2 separate regions of the Arachis hypogaea genome follow, and region 2 is linked to region 1. Evidence: chromatin contacts called from public Hi-C data. All regions are on one chromosome and are shown on one strand. Each heading gives the region's core, a stretch centred on a gene start, on an enhancer-like site or on the middle of the called end of the contact. The rest is flanking DNA. Distances are from core to core; before and after follow the strand shown. Region 1 overlaps LOC112711314 (TNF receptor-associated factor homolog 1b). Region 2 holds the start of LOC112711319 (protein PIN-LIKES 3).

Region 1 (3,668 bases), core at 50-2,549:
CATAGTTCGTTTGGACCTTCAAAAGTAATTTTTTTTTAATTTTTAACTTATAAAAAATAATAGTATTAATATTTAAGTATAATTTTTAAAATTAAATTATAATTTTATAATAAATTATTTAAAAACTTATAAAAAATTTAAAAAAATGACTTTTTTCATAAAAAAAAAATTTATCACATTTTTTTAAAATAAATACTTTTAAAATTAAAAATTTAAATATAAAATAACTCATTTATAAATTATCTTTATTATAGTGATTTATTGTTTAAGCTATTTTTAAAAAAGAACTTAATTAAACTGTTTACTCAGACTAAAAATATGGAATTGATCAAGATTATTGTGAGCATCCTAGATTGAAAACTTGAGATTTGTTAAAATTTTACGAGATGAGAATCATGTAACAATTTGTAACAAAAAAAAATGGAGAATATAACAACCTAATTTTTTAAAGCGTTTGTGTAAACTTTTTAAGGTGTGTGTTAGAGACACTTTTTTAAGTTTAATTTACTCTCACCAATTCAATTATGATGTGTAAAATGGATTATTGATTAATCTACCCCAATCAATCCAATTATGATGTATAAAATGAATTACTGACAAATTTTCTGTAAAATATAATAAAAAATATTTGACCTTTTTTGTACTCATACAGTTAAATTTAAGTATTTAACACTAATGATGTTTGACAAAATGATATTTTTTATTCTTTCTTATGTATACAAAGAGTGTGTTAAGATAGAAATAGATGCCTACAACTACAAAAAACCAATCACGTGCAATTCCTAGAGCACTCAAAAAAATTTCACCCATTCAACCTTTTGGTAAAGTCATCTAAATGATTCTAATATTTTAAAACCCAAAAAACACAAAAAAAAAAAGAAAAAAACCTATACTCCTAAGTCCTAGCAACTCCTGATCACTTATTTCTTATTCCTTATTCTTGTTGTACCTTAATCTTCTTTAGCATAGTTTCTTCCTTCAAGATTTGAAATTTGAAGATAAATTGTTATATTCTGTTTTGCTAGTCTGATGTCATATTTATAGATACTGAGTTCATGTATTTAGTATATTCATAAAAAGAAACATTCCTTTGAGAAAATAAAGTTCTTCAATAAGTCACGACCTTTTAATAAAATACAACTCTTCAATAAGTCATTACCCTGCCAAACAATACAAATTATTGAGCATGACTTTTTTTGTGTTTAGAAAATATATCTCAGCAGCCAAGGCCTGGGTCAGATGGCAATCTTGTTTCCCTCCCATAGAGCTGCACCGGATTCAAATCCTCTTGGAGAAATATTGAACCATTTGTGTATACTCCCATGTAGTGTATGTGAGTGGATTGGATGAGTGTATAATGCATGGGTGTAATGTCTAAAATTAGGGACTGTCCAATCCACTTGACCAATATATATATATATATATATATATATATATATATATATATATATATATATATATATATATATATCACAATTACCATTATTAGTCTTTTAACTAGTAATTTGATTTTACGGAGTTCTATTGTGGCACCAGTTAGCAAAACCCGAGTTAATTACTATGAAAGCATGCGTCTAAAACGTGGACGTGGAGATGCATGGTTCCCGCTGTTTAGTTTTACTATGACCAATGTACTCCGAACTCCGAAGGTAAAAAACCTCATAATGATTCATCCATAAATGATAAATCCCAGATAACCAAGACACGTATGAATTTCATAAACAAAAGCTGGAAACAAATAACCGAAACACTCTTTACAAGATGTTTTTGCTTATGAAGTGATCACAACCTCACTCCAATCTAAAAAGAGAACCAACAAATCCCCCCAAATACATTATTCCATTTGGATGGTGACCACTCATTTCTGGACACTCTCCATCCTCTTTTCCCTCTCTAAGTAGGACCATTTGACGGCCGGAATATGGAATAACCATTGATACCAGATGCCACATTTGAGTAATCTGGATAGTACGAGTAACCATCATTATCCGAGTTCCTCATACCTAGATATAGCAGATCAGATCCGCCCACCTGCCACTGGTTAGGCATCACCCCGTCAACCTGCCCATTGACGTAAGAAGTACTCATTTGTGGAACATAATCTCTCATTGAATCGAAATGCCCATTAGACGACCTATAACCTCCTTGAAATCCGTGATCATGATGATGGAAACTCAGCGAACGCTCGAACCTGCAAGAACTGGTTGAGGATCCAAACTCATCATCTGCACCCAAGTCCCCAGGATAACTGAACTGTCGATTAAGCAAGTGTGGCCCACTATTAAGAGACTGGAATGTTGAACTCGCCTTTGCCGACTTTCCAACACCAGTTTCATCATCAAGCAGGTCATTTATGATATCAAGATGCGGGAACTCATCCACTAACAACCCTTGGTTCTGACGGCCAGATGTGCAAGCAGGGAACTCAGTCAAGATATCACCCATAGATCTACTGTGCACTGGCCTGTACAAGTCATGGTTTTGAATGTCATTAAGCCCGGAAGGTTGGTCATAGTGCATGCTTCTGCTTGTTTCGCTTTGAGAATTTTCCATCCACTGGGGACCATTATGTAATACATCGCGTTTAACCATGCCAAAGGGCAAACCTGTCTGGCCAGCACTAGTGCCCATTCTATCAGAGCCCTGGGGTAAAAATATTGGTGATGATACCATGGAGGGCGGTTGAGAAAACCCAGAAGATTGTTTCACTGTGGAACTAGAGGAACTGGAATGGGTCAGATTGGCAGCTGTTGAAGTCACTGGGTTCCCTATTATAGCATTTCTGTAGGATTGAGGAACATAACTGTGAGTAGCAGGTGATGGATCAGGACCTAACCGACTAGATGCACTCACTGAACGTGAAAGTGGAAGAGCTGTTTGAGCCATTGAGACAACAGGAGCTGCAGGCCTGGGACCAGGAACCAAAGGAGAACTAGAAGGTCTTGACATCACGGAAAGTTGTGCTACAGATCTTTCAGTTAATCTCACACTTGCAGTTGAAGATTTTAGGGTCTCGGTTTTGGACACAGTTGTTGCTTGTGATGCAGATGAGAAAGGTGAAGATGTTTTCCTGATATGAACAGGATCTACCGTAGCGCTGGTCTTGTGTTCTTCTGACTTCATCTGAACAGTTGAGGATATGTTTCTAAGGGGACTTAATGGTGAGGATGGCACTGCAGGTATATTCTCTTTCCGTAGACTTTCATTGTCAACAGGTCTCTCTGTCTCAACTTGGTCTTTGATATTCTGTTTCTGTTGCAGTGAAGCAACATCCTCCTCCTACCAATTAGAAAAGCAAATACCATACATCAAGAAAAAAGAGATACGAAGTATTGAATATCAACTGAGCAAATACAAAATTTTTGGTATGCTATGGTATTATGGCTTATTCCCAAAAAAAATTAGGGGGAAAAGAAAAGGGAAAACACGATCTTTAAAGGGAAACATTAAAAATTAACCAAAATTTTACTCCCATGTACAAACATGATATCCCACCACCTTCAAAATCCAGATCATTTTGATTCATAGGTAAATTTGTAAAGCGTAAAACAAATCACCAGCATTTACCTAAGACTAATAATAAACTTAATATTACAACGTTCCCTCAAGCTTAAACTTGTTAAGCTTTAAGAATCCTAGAAATAAAAATAGCAAACAAATGAACAGGA
Region 2 (3,594 bases), core at 879-3,378, 310 kb before region 1:
CGGAGAGGGGCATTTTCGCCAATAAACAGCTTTCGAAGTTGAGGGATTACACCAATCACCGAACCAACAATCTAGAGGCAGAAAATATGCCAAATCCTAATGAGGTTCTAGTAAAAATTTGGCCAATTTAACTAACAATTTTAATATGAAGCTTTCATTTATTAAACGCTGGAACTATTTGAAAGTGCCGTAATTTCAGGTTGCAAATTGATCACTTATTCTAGAAAAGAAAGAGAACAATAAGGATATAGGGATGAAAAATTCAGAAGAAATATTGGCATACCACTGCAATTGTTGCAGGAGTTAATAGGATGTTCAAATTGAGCTTTACTACTAATTTCTTCAATGTTTCCATAAGCTTTGTATGATTGCCTACCTGTACAAAAATGGACGAAAAAAATTTGAGACCTTCTATTTAGTCACTTCATAAAACAATTTGCTGATAAATATAGGGTGTATTTGATTTGCGTTTCTGTCTTCAGAAAATTTTGTAAAAGAAAAAGAGAAAATAATAAAAACAATAAAATTACATCAGAAAATAAAAACGCAAACCAGTCGCACCCTAAATAGTTCAATGAAGATATCGAAAAGTGCGCAAAGTGTATATATATCTACTAGAACAATGAATAAACCTCTGCTCTTACATCAGGAGTTGTTTTTTCCTCTAAAGTAACAACTAATCCATTTGAAGGTTTTGTATGGTTTTCAGGATCTGATTCTATTAATTCCAATGGATATGATGTGGAATCATCAACATTTCCGACACTAGAAACCTTGCATGAATATGCTCTCACTATGCTGTACACAATAGTCCAAAAGTACATGCATCCAACCTGGTACATCATAATGAAATAAAACATTAAAAAAAATCTTAATTAACTGTTGTCAAAATTTTCTCTAATGATATATGAACATAATTAAATTTTCAAATACTAAATTGTCTTACAGCCAAAGAAAGAGTAACATAAGCCATTGCTTTTTGATAACAAACATCTACATCTCCAAAAGGACTACTGCTTTGTTTACAAACTGAAGGAATTACAATCAGAGGCAAGTTTCCAAGATTTCCTGTTTACAAATTACAACAAACTCAAATTAATGAGAAGAGAAAAACTTCATGAATGATGAACTCTGCGCGGAACTTTACAAATCAAATTCGTCGAAAAAATCCACATCCTTCTTTATGATCAACCAAAATTGTATTATATTGAATTGGACTTGGCTAATTTAAGCTACCTCCAGCACAGCAGCCTAAAACAAGGCCTTGCAAATTATGAGGAGCTTTGGTTACTTTCATAAGTAACCATCCTAAAGCCGACCCTGCGATGAATGTCAGAAGAATGTTCATTGGCATGAACCACCTGCATGATTCATACAGTGAAAGAATCTTAGGAGAAGCAATTCATGAATGGTTTAAATGCAAAACCAAAAGAAAATGCAGAGGAGGAAGAAAACAACATACAGCATAACCAGGCTCCTAAATGTTATAGATTTTGTCAGGATGCTGCATATAAGAGCTGGAATGAACACATAATATACCAACTGAAAAAAAGAAAAACATCATTAAGTGTTGAACAGCGAAATAATTAAGGTAGTTGTCTCATTGATTGTATTGATTTTTGAGCAGCAAGAGTTGTGAGAATGAAGCTAGAACATCATAGTTGATGATATGTTTCTTGCTTTGTGACTCTGATGAACTAATGAATTAACATCATTTGTTCCAATTTTGAAAAAGACATTCCTTGGAATCAAGAAAGATGTCTCTTACAAATTAGTTTAAATAAAGTATTTAGAAAATAAATAAAATAAATAAAATAACTTACTGCATTCAAATGCTTTCTAGCATTGTCTCTCAACAAATTAAAGCGATCAAGAGCAAGAAATGCTCCTACAGCAGTGATGATTATCAGCTTAAGAACCGGCATTAATGCAGTCATGAACAGCTTCCACAGCTCCATTCTACTCTTCTTTCCTTAATTAATTACTTACTCTAAAAAAAGTGTATATCCTTCTTAATTATCAGGGTGGTCCAAATTATAGTTCTAGGAGAATCAAAACAATTTCATCTTTTGGAAAAAGACATTTCTTGATACAAGTTTTATGGGACAAAATGAGAAGTACCATATGCCAATTGTTTTAATTACAAGAACAGCATTTAAGAGAATAAAAAAAAATTTTGTAAACATGACTAAATTATTTGTTCAAAATATGCATTAAGAATTGACTAAGACACTGGTTAACAATTATGGAAAATCAAACTTTTTACTATTTTCAAATTGCATTGAAAATTCTCTGTAAGTTAAGTTGAATTAAATATATATAACTTTATTAGTATTTATTTTATGTTTATTTTACTTTTATTATTTTAGATTCAATTATGATTTAGTCTATTTTGCCCCAATGAACTTATGAATTAGGGTTTTAAAACTAAGATATAAAAACCTCTAAATTAAGAGGTATAAAACTATAAACATATCTAAATTTCTGAGTTTCTTGAAAAATTTGGATGTGAAAAAGTGAAGTAGAATAATTTTCTTAACTATTACATTAGAAAATTAAAATGAGATAGGATAAGTCTCACTCTTTTATTTTTATCTTATTCAAATTTCGATACATATAATTTTGTTTATGTAAAGGGGTTTATTCTTTACACTCACTGATAGTAGAATGATATTATGGAACTGGTTGAAAAGGTAATACCAATAATACTAACCAGAGTGAGACCCGCGCGATGTGCAGAGAAGTAAATTAATTATACTACATAATGTATTATAATAAGTGTTATATTATTTAGAGATTGGTTAGATAATATATAAACTAATGTTAAATTTTAATTGTTTTATACTAAAAATATTTTACAAAATATTTATTTGATAATTAGTATATAATTCCATATAATTATTCAACTAAAATATAATATAAATTAAAATATAGCTTATTATTTTAAAATTTGAATTCATTTATTTTTAAAAAAGGCATAGGCCTTTTATATTAGAGTTATACAAAACTATATCTTCATTTGTTGCTTCTATTTATATATTTGCTTTAGTTGTCATACTTTATCTTCTCATACGGTGATTTTTGGATTGCAAATAATTAAAGAAAAAATTAAAAAAAAGAATAAGAATGAGAAATATCAAAAATATAAATTGATTTTATAATCATGATATATTTGAATATACCTAGTAAGGAGATGTGCCAAATTTAAACTTGGACTTAGAAAAATAAATGAGAATAAAAAATACCAAAAATATAAATATAAAATTATGAATTAATTTTATAATAATGATATATTTAAATGTATTTATTCATTCTTGACAGAATATCGAAACGCCTTGACTCTTGAAAAGCCCGCAACGTTTCTTTGGCAGGTAGAGTTGCTCTTACTCAAACGACTCTATCAACTATCCCATCTTATGTAATGCAAACCATAAAATTGTCTTTGAGTATTTGTGATCAAATTGACAGCATATGTCGCAATTTTGTTTGGGGGGGCTTATTTGGTTAGAAAGCCTCATCTTTTTGAATGGAAAACTCTTTGTTCGCCTAAGGCGCAAGAAGGTCTCGACTTTAGACATGTATGTGTGAGTTCTT

What was found. Hi-C and Micro-C count contacts between places; a contact is called where the count stands out from the background.
Region 2: a Hi-C map of leaf shows a contact between it and region 1, with 3 times the contacts expected there. The contact joins the promoter of LOC112711319 here to the enhancer-like site in region 1. A contact is called at or near these places in 2 of 8 Hi-C or Micro-C datasets (both in leaf).

What each region holds. Positions count from the first base shown.
Region 1 is chr9:100,271,137-100,274,804 of arahy.Tifrunner.gnm2.J5K5, reverse strand. It overlaps LOC112711314 (TNF receptor-associated factor homolog 1b), which reads right to left. Exons shown (of 13, transcript XM_025763941.3): 13 at 1,651-3,279. The coding sequence ends at 1,894. Among protein-coding and RNA genes, the nearest start is that of LOC112711314, 11 kb to the right of the region's middle. Within about 2 kb of position 1,299, at least 1 of the 3 cell types and tissues checked has open chromatin away from gene starts, as enhancers often do.
Region 2 is chr9:100,584,770-100,588,363 of arahy.Tifrunner.gnm2.J5K5, reverse strand. It overlaps LOC112711319 (protein PIN-LIKES 3), which reads right to left and starts at 2,128. Exons shown (of 10, transcript XM_025763949.2): 1 at 1,824-2,128; 2 at 1,463-1,542; 3 at 1,237-1,361; 4 at 947-1,068; 5 at 645-833; 6 at 284-376; 7 at 1-71. The coding sequence starts at 1,958.